2 separate regions of the Sus scrofa genome follow, and region 2 is linked to region 1. The links are chromatin contacts, called in public HiChIP or PLAC-seq maps. All regions are on one chromosome and are shown on one strand. The core of a region is the stretch at or near the end of the contact, and the rest is flanking DNA. Distances in the headings are between cores, read along the strand shown.

Evidence for each region. HiChIP or PLAC-seq counts read pairs in DNA pulled down with a chosen protein or histone mark.
Region 2: an H3K27ac HiChIP or PLAC-seq map of alveolar macrophages shows a contact between it and region 1. The contact joins the promoter of SEC23IP here to the promoter of CACUL1 in region 1. A contact is called at or near these places in 2 of 5 promoter capture datasets (fetal liver and liver) and 1 of 2 datasets of contacts at active chromatin or transcription factors (alveolar macrophages).

The regions. Positions count from the first base shown.
Region 1 is chr14:128,746,896-128,750,701 of Sscrofa11.1, forward strand. CACUL1 (CDK2-associated and cullin domain-containing protein 1) reads right to left here and starts at 2,210. Exons shown (of 9, transcript XM_003483565.4): 1 at 1,516-2,210. The coding sequence starts at 1,882.
Region 2 is chr14:129,756,296-129,760,101 of Sscrofa11.1, forward strand. It overlaps SEC23IP (SEC23-interacting protein), which reads left to right and starts at 1,984. Exons shown (of 20, transcript XM_021073464.1): 1 at 1,984-2,238. The coding sequence starts at 2,076.

The DNA of each region.
Region 1 (3,806 bases), core at 960-3,459:
TCAAATTTATAAACCTATAGCAACTCCTAAAATCCTTTTTTAAACGTATCATGTTTGTAGTAATTTCCCATTTATCACTTATTTCATATGCATCTTTTTTTTTAAATCAGAGGTCTGTTTAGCTTATTAATCTTCAAAAAAAACCCCAATATTTTGGTTTGGCAAATCTTTGTTCCTAATTTTACTAATTTCTGCTCTTAGCTTTATGATGTTTTCTAGAACTATTCAAAAGAACTTTGTTGAAGCACTAAAGCAAGCTTCCTCCAGCATTTAGATAAGCTGTCCTGCCACTCTATCCCTGGTCTGGTTTCACCACTGAGCCTTCAACAGACAAACTATGATACAATCATTACTCTCGTGTGCGCACAATATGGGGGAAAAATAACCACAGACAAATCTTACCAATCATACCTACATGAGTGTTTTTGTCTAAAGCAGTATCTCAAAGGCAAATAAAATTAAGTGCTTGTTCAAAAAAAAAAAAAATATGTAAGGCTCTGACTGTGTATCGGCAGCAAGGCAGATACTTTCTCTGCACAGCTAATTGGACAATTAGTGGTTCAGCTTGATAAAATTAGTAACTAGAAATGAAATCTCCAGTTGCTTTACCAGATGTCATTCAAAACTTGCATTATTAATAGGAGAGAAAAATCTGGCTGTGACGATCTATTTTCACAACCACTACCCTCCAAAAAACCCCACTTAAAAAGCAAAAGCACTCTTTTTTCTAGCTGTGGAAGCATACAACAACTGTGAAGACAGTTTCAGTTACAAAACAGAGTTTGGTCCTAAATCTTTCTGCCTGCAACTGAGAGTTAAGGCAGATCACTAACATAAAGTTCAACATTCAACATAACCTTGGACTTGGTCACACACCGAATGGCTTATTCTTACCAGTGTAGGCTTTGAAAAAGTAATTTTATACATTATTAACTTCAAAACTGATGTCGCAGCTCCCGCTGCACTGGTGTTACTCAAGAAGCAACTCCTACATTTCCCTAGCAGGATGCAGAAGGCGTACACTGGAGGAAGAACGAAGTGTAGAACAGGTCAACTTTCTAATTTCTGACTTGTTTAACGCAGACTGGCTAAAAGCACAGGAACACAAGTCACCAGGTTTCTTTTTCCTCTGGCTGCAAAAAACGAATGAAGGCCTCTCCCTAACGAAATTAAGGCAGCCTTATTTTCCTTTCTTGTTTGAAAGTGAAACTTAAGGGAGAATGGAGAAGAAAAGAGCTTCCTAACGTTGAGAGATAGCCAGTTGTGATACGATCGCGTTTGTAGGAGAACTTGGGGCAGTGTGCACAATCAGACTGCTCCTCTAAGCCAGGTAATACAAGAAGCCAGGGCCGCTTCAGAGCTGGCCGCAGACACCAAGCGAATGGGGGAGGGAGTCGGGGAGGGGAGGAGAGACCCAGGCCAGAAACAAAGGAAGCGGGGCTGGCCGAGGGGGTGGGTTCGACGTCCGAGCGGGGAGGAGAAAAGCTAAGGCTGCTGGCGAAAGGCTGGACTCACAGAACTTGGAGGTGGAGGTGTTGATGTTGATGGTGGAGCTGGGGGTGGGGGCGGGGGCCGCCTTAGCCACGGCGGCGGCCGCGTCGCAGCTCTTCAACATCATGATCACCCCATTGGCCTCCGGCGGTGGCGGAGGCCCCATCGGGAGCCCCTCCTTGGGGCCTTTCCTGTCCACGGAGACCGCAGGCATCGTCAGCAGCTGACCCGCCGGAGGCTCTCGGGCAGGAGCTGGGATCGAAGAGGGGGGCGGCGGGGGTGGCGGGGGCTGCCGGAAGCCGTCCACGGCGGCCTCCCAGTTGTTGTGGTTCTGGTCGTCCATCATCGCCTCGTAGCTGCCCCCCTCCTCCTCTTCCATGCTTTCCTCCATCCTGCAGGCCCCCAGCACCCGCCTGCCTCACAGGCACCTGCCGCCTGTCTCAACCCCGGCCGGGGGAGGGGGGGGCACCGCAGCCTCCTCGAGCTCACATCGCCGAGGGCCGGAACGGGCACGGCAGGGAGGGCAGCAGTGCACCGGGGCTCTCCGTCTCCACCGGGCCGACTCTTACAGACAGCGCTGACCGCGGTGGTCGGTCGCTCCCGGGCTCAGTCTGGGGAGAGGCAGCCGTAAAGCGGCAGCGCCCCTCACGACATTTTACAGCAGCTTCCAACAGGCAGTTGGAAAGGGCAGCTGGGGGAGCGGCCCAGGAGGGCACGTGGCGCGAGGAACCAACCGCGAGAAAGCTAAGCAAAAAGGGGCGGGCGCTGTGCGTCACCTCCAAGCAGTAGAGCCTCTGCTGGCCACGCGCAGAGAGTGACTGGGAGACCAGTCAGGAGGAGGATTCGCCGCCCCCGCCCCCGGCCTACCCTCACGTGATAGAGGAGTTTGGCTGCGCACGCGCGTTCTCAGTTTGGTTACCTGGACGACGGGGGGTCCAACTGGCTGCTGAAGATGCGCCCAGAGACTCCCCGCTGGTTCGTGTAACCCAGGCTCAGCGTCTTGGTGGTGTTTTTCTTTGGCTCTCCCGAAATGCCGAGCCTTCGCACCGCAAAGGGCCTCGCAGCCCGGCCTTTGCCTGACTACGGAACTCGCAGGCCATTAGAGACTCGGGGTCTCGCGCTATAAAACGGATGGGTCTGGCCTGGGCGGCCTTTGCTCCCAGGCCTCAGCCCAAGTGATCCAAACCCTCAAAATCAAGAGTGACAACCGAAACAGCAGGGTGGCTTAAAAAAATTAATGCGTTTGAGCTATTAGTGGATTTTTTTAAGTTCCTTAACTCTGCGTACCTGAGGCCAAAAAATTTACCAAAAATGCCACTCTCCGTATGCTGGTCACAAATCTCACTATGAATTTGAGGTTATGTTATGAGAGTCTTGAAGGACAGATAAAGACTATGTAACTATTGTAATTTCTTTGATTTCTCTGAATTCTCAAATTATAGCAATAGCTGTATATTATGTGACAATATAGGTCGTAATTGTTTATTGTGAAAATCATTCTCATTGCTGGTGATAAGGTGGCCTAGAAAAACCCTTTATTACATTTAAGCATGTCTTTTATTTCCACAGATGTGAAGAATTACTTCAGAATTACTTCAGAAATTGTCTGTGATAGACTTCAGTGTCCCCATTTGATTCAGCTTCTCTACACATATTTTCCCCATATATTCTGTAAAATACTTAATGAAACATTTATAGCAATCGCTTATGATTTAACTTCAGACAATACGCCCTCATAATATTTAATGACAAAATTTTGGAATCAGCACACTTTTTTTAATTATCCAGGCTTGGAACTATACTAATTCTCTGGCCTTGGGACATTTGGTGAATATGAAAAGAAAAAAAATTTTTTTCAAGTAAAAAACTATTGAATGAAATGCTAAGGAGACAAATATGTAACCTGAGAATTCTATGCCCAGCAAGAAAAGGAAGCAGAATGACCAATTATAGTCTTTTTCAGATGAACAACCCGATAGTTTGTCATCCATAGACTTTCTAGGTGGGTGAGTGGGAATAACTAGATTAAGTATGCAAGGAAGATACAAGAGTCATAAATATATCCCTAATAACATGGTCATAAAATACTTGAAGCAAAAGTTGACAAAAGAAAGATCTACTGTCAGAGTAGGTGGTTTTTACATATTTAATAGTTGGCAGTGGGTTGAATAGTAGCTCCCCAAAAGATATGTTTATGTCTTAATCCCTGGAACTGTGAATTTTACTTCATTTGGAAACAAGGTCTTTCTCAGATGTGATTAAAGATTCTCACAGTAAAAATTAACATTGTAAATAAACTACAGTTTTTTTAATTA
Region 2 (3,806 bases), core at 734-3,233, 1.0 Mb after region 1:
TTCTTTGAGTCCCTTTTGCTCTTACCTTATAAGGACACTCTATCATCTGGCCTTGGTCTACTTTTCAGTTCTTATCTCCCAGCTTTCTCCCAGTTGCTCACTGGGCTCCAGCCATGCTGTAACCTGTCCTTAACGCTCAAATGTGGCATCTTAAAAGTATCCTTACATACTGTAACTTTATCTGTAATTGTCTCTTACCACCTCCTCCAACCCCTCTCCTCCAAGCTTTTCTGGTTAACTTCTACTCATGGGTTTTCAGATTCTCGACTTCAATATTTCTTCTTCAGGAGAGACTTTCATATCACTCCAGACAGGGTAGGCCTTTGTGGACGGTCTGATTGTTCTAAATACTTGCTATCCTTCCCCTAGAAGGGTTATACCTCCCTCTCCCGATGGTGTCAATATTCCACATAACACACTTTGGGAAATTCCACATTAAAACTTTCACTACACTTCAGTTTATTGTTATTGTGTGTTTAGTTGTCTGTCTTCCTGACCAGATTGTAAGTCTAAGAAGGAAGGGTCCTGTGTCTATCTTATACACCACAGTATCCCTAGCATTTAGTATAGTGCCTTGACCACCCATAGGAATGACAAAGACTCCTTGACCAAACACCAGCATGGCTACTAGTAGCTCAAGCACATGTCCCCAGGATGAACCCTGTCCACCTTAAAATCCCTGCCTAAGAAAGGCCATCATTGCCAGGGGAATTTACTCTTCCAATCCAAACCAGGTGATAGGCATATGGCCCCCTCAACCTCCCTTACAGCAGTTACTTTAAAAAGCTGCAATGACAAATCCTTTCGCCCCTTCGAGATATAAATCTTGTCACTCAGAACTTCTTCTCAAGGACCTGAGAGCTGTCTCCTCCCAGCCTCCTAGGTACCTTGCTCTCACTTGTACCACTGCCTGTCATAAAGATATGGAAAGTTTATTTCTCCTGCTGGTAAGTGCCAATTAACAAACCCAGGTGGACCAGTGACATGGACCAACACCCTGTGGCACCCTCAGTGCCTTTGCCTTAGCACATCCCACAGCCTTTTGCTTTGGGGAAGTTCAGTTCAGTTCATGATGCACCCACTTCCCTAACGCAATAGTTATTACTGAATAAAATTTATCCTTACTGCTTTAGACTAGTGTCTGGCTTTGTTTTTCTTTGACAGTAAGCACATTACATCGTTATTGAATTAGTTAATAAACAGGTACTATATAGGTGTGAACAGCTACGGGAGAGAGTAGTTTCATTATGCCCAATGAAATCTTTTGGGATTTCTTTATCCCCCCTCCCCCACTCCGAGAGGTTGATAGTTATTTTTTCTTTCATAATCTCTAACTTTGTGAAAGATTACATTTATATCCAAATTATCCACAGTGCATTTTAGAAATAACCTAGTCGGATTTTGTAGACAGGTATTAAAAAGCTATTTAAAAAGTCACATGCCTAATGTCAACTCCATAGTTTCTCTTAAAAACATTTTTTTTTCTTTCCTTTGGCGTAAAGACTTCAGAAGTTTTACCATTTCTATTTTTTGGCTAATGACAAGAGTTCAGTCCAGCCCAGGAAGACGCGTGGGCGGGTCAGATGTGTGTGCTAGAGTGGCTGTGTTTGGCTAGACCTTTGCTACAAACGGCCCACACTTTTTCTTCCCTCTGTCTGGTACCTGCGCCTGCCGGCTTCAGCAATTCTTCAGTTATCCAGTTAACCGCCCCTGTGGATACTTTTAGGACGCCCAGAGCACCCCCGCAACCCGAGACTTTCGGCGTCAGTTCATGCCTTAACCAACTACCCAAAGCACTCCTTCCACACTCCTGCCCCAGCCTGGACCAGCGTTTCCACCACACCCGGCCTGCGGTCGAGGGTGTCACGTGCTAGGACGCGGGCGTGAAGCCAGCGCCGCCATGTTGATCTCTGGCAGCCTCTGAGGGGTAAGGAGACTACAGCTGACCAGCCGCACGGAGTTCCGGCACCTTGTGCGCAAGTGCGGAAGTGTGTTGGCCCCGACTGTGTTCGGTTTCCGGCCGGTGGTGCGGCACCGGCCAGTTGGAGACGTGTAACGGACGGTGGGCTGCAGCCATGGCCGAGAGGAAACCTAACGGTGGTGGCGGCGCCGCCTCCGCGTCTTCGTCGGGCACCAACTTACTCTTCTCCTCCTCGGCCACGGAGTTCAGCTTCAACGTGCCCTTTATCCCGGTCACCCAAGCCGCCGCTGCCTCGGCCTCCTTGCTCTTGCCCGGAGGTAGTAAGGAGAGGGGGATCTGGTGGGGCAAATGTGTGGGGGGAGGTGAGCAGGGGGCGTGGGGCAAAGAGGGTCGGCCGGGAGGTTTCCTTCTGCCTGGATCCGACCCTCTGGGTAGCTTGCCAGGGCCATCACTGGCCAGGTTTGAGTGGCTTGGGACTTTGGGATCTTGGGGACAGGAACCAAGCTCTTTGTCGAAGGAACCCTCTGTTCTGAGTGCTGGCCACTCCTGCATTGTTCCACAGATTTTTGTTGAACACCTAGTGGTGTGCCAGGTGTTTGCAGGACTGAAAACAGATAGTGCCCCCTCTACTAGGATACAGTAGGATATCTCCTAGGACTGACAGCTAGCTACCCTCTCTTAGGATAGACACATAGTATTTGCCAAGTAGAGGTACAGAACACATCTTTCAAGGCAGTGCATCACTTTCTCTAAGGAACTGTTGCTTGTTCTCTTAGGTCCCTGCTCCTACGTGCACCTTAGCTTTTTGTTCATATCATTATTGTCTAGGGAGATTGCTTTTTAGCAGTTATGTGGCATAACCCAGAGCTGGTGTTTAGGAACACGGACCGTGTTCCAGCGTTAGCCCTGCCAGTAACTCTGTGTGACCTCAGGCATATTACTTTACCTCTCTGTGCTTCATTTTCCATATATGTACAGCCTTCTAGGGCTGTAATGAGAAGTGCATTGATTTTTGTAAAGCGCTGAATATATTGTCAGGCATATAGTGTTATGTAATGTTTGCGAAATAAACATCTTTCTCTCTGTTTGGACTATAGTTTGTAGCTATGACTTATTTATGCCTAGCACATAGATCCTCAGAAAATGCTGAATGTTTTCCCATTGAATAATTTATTCTTGCTTGGAAGACTAAGGAAAGTTTCATGGAGAAGTGAAGAAAGGCAAACGGGAAGCAGCGATAAATGGTGGTTTCCCTCCCCTTGTTGAATGTTCCTTCTTGGTGTTTATCACCACCTGACATGTACACATATTTGTTTAGTTTATCCCACTAGTATGTAAGCTTCATGAGAGTAGGAACTTATACCTAGAGCAGTGCCTGGTATGCTGTAGACCAATTTTTTCAATAGGAAATTAATGAATGAATCAAAGGATGAGAATCAGGAACATGTATGTCTTATTTTGATAGTGTGGCTGAAAGGTTTGACATTGCCATGTTTGGTGAAGTGCCAGGTGTTTGCTGGAGCAGAATGCTTTGAGAGATTTCAGGAATAAATAAGGCCATACATGAGATTTTCATGTCATCCTCTGCTTCACAAATGTTTGGGTCATGCCCATCTTCCTCCTTGTTATATAATGTTTTGTTTGTGTCTTTTACTATCAGTAAATGTAAACATCTTCCTTGTCAAGTGCAGGATAACTTCCTTGTCCTGAAAACTATTGTTTCTTGGAGGTAGTTTATTATTTTAATAAGAAAATTAATTTTTAGAATGCAATTTTGTTAGCAAATATTTTTCTACTTTTAGAAAAGATTTGAGAGCGTCCCTTTAGGACTTAGCAGGTTAAGAACTGACTAGCATCCATGAGGATGAGTGTTCAATCCCTGGCC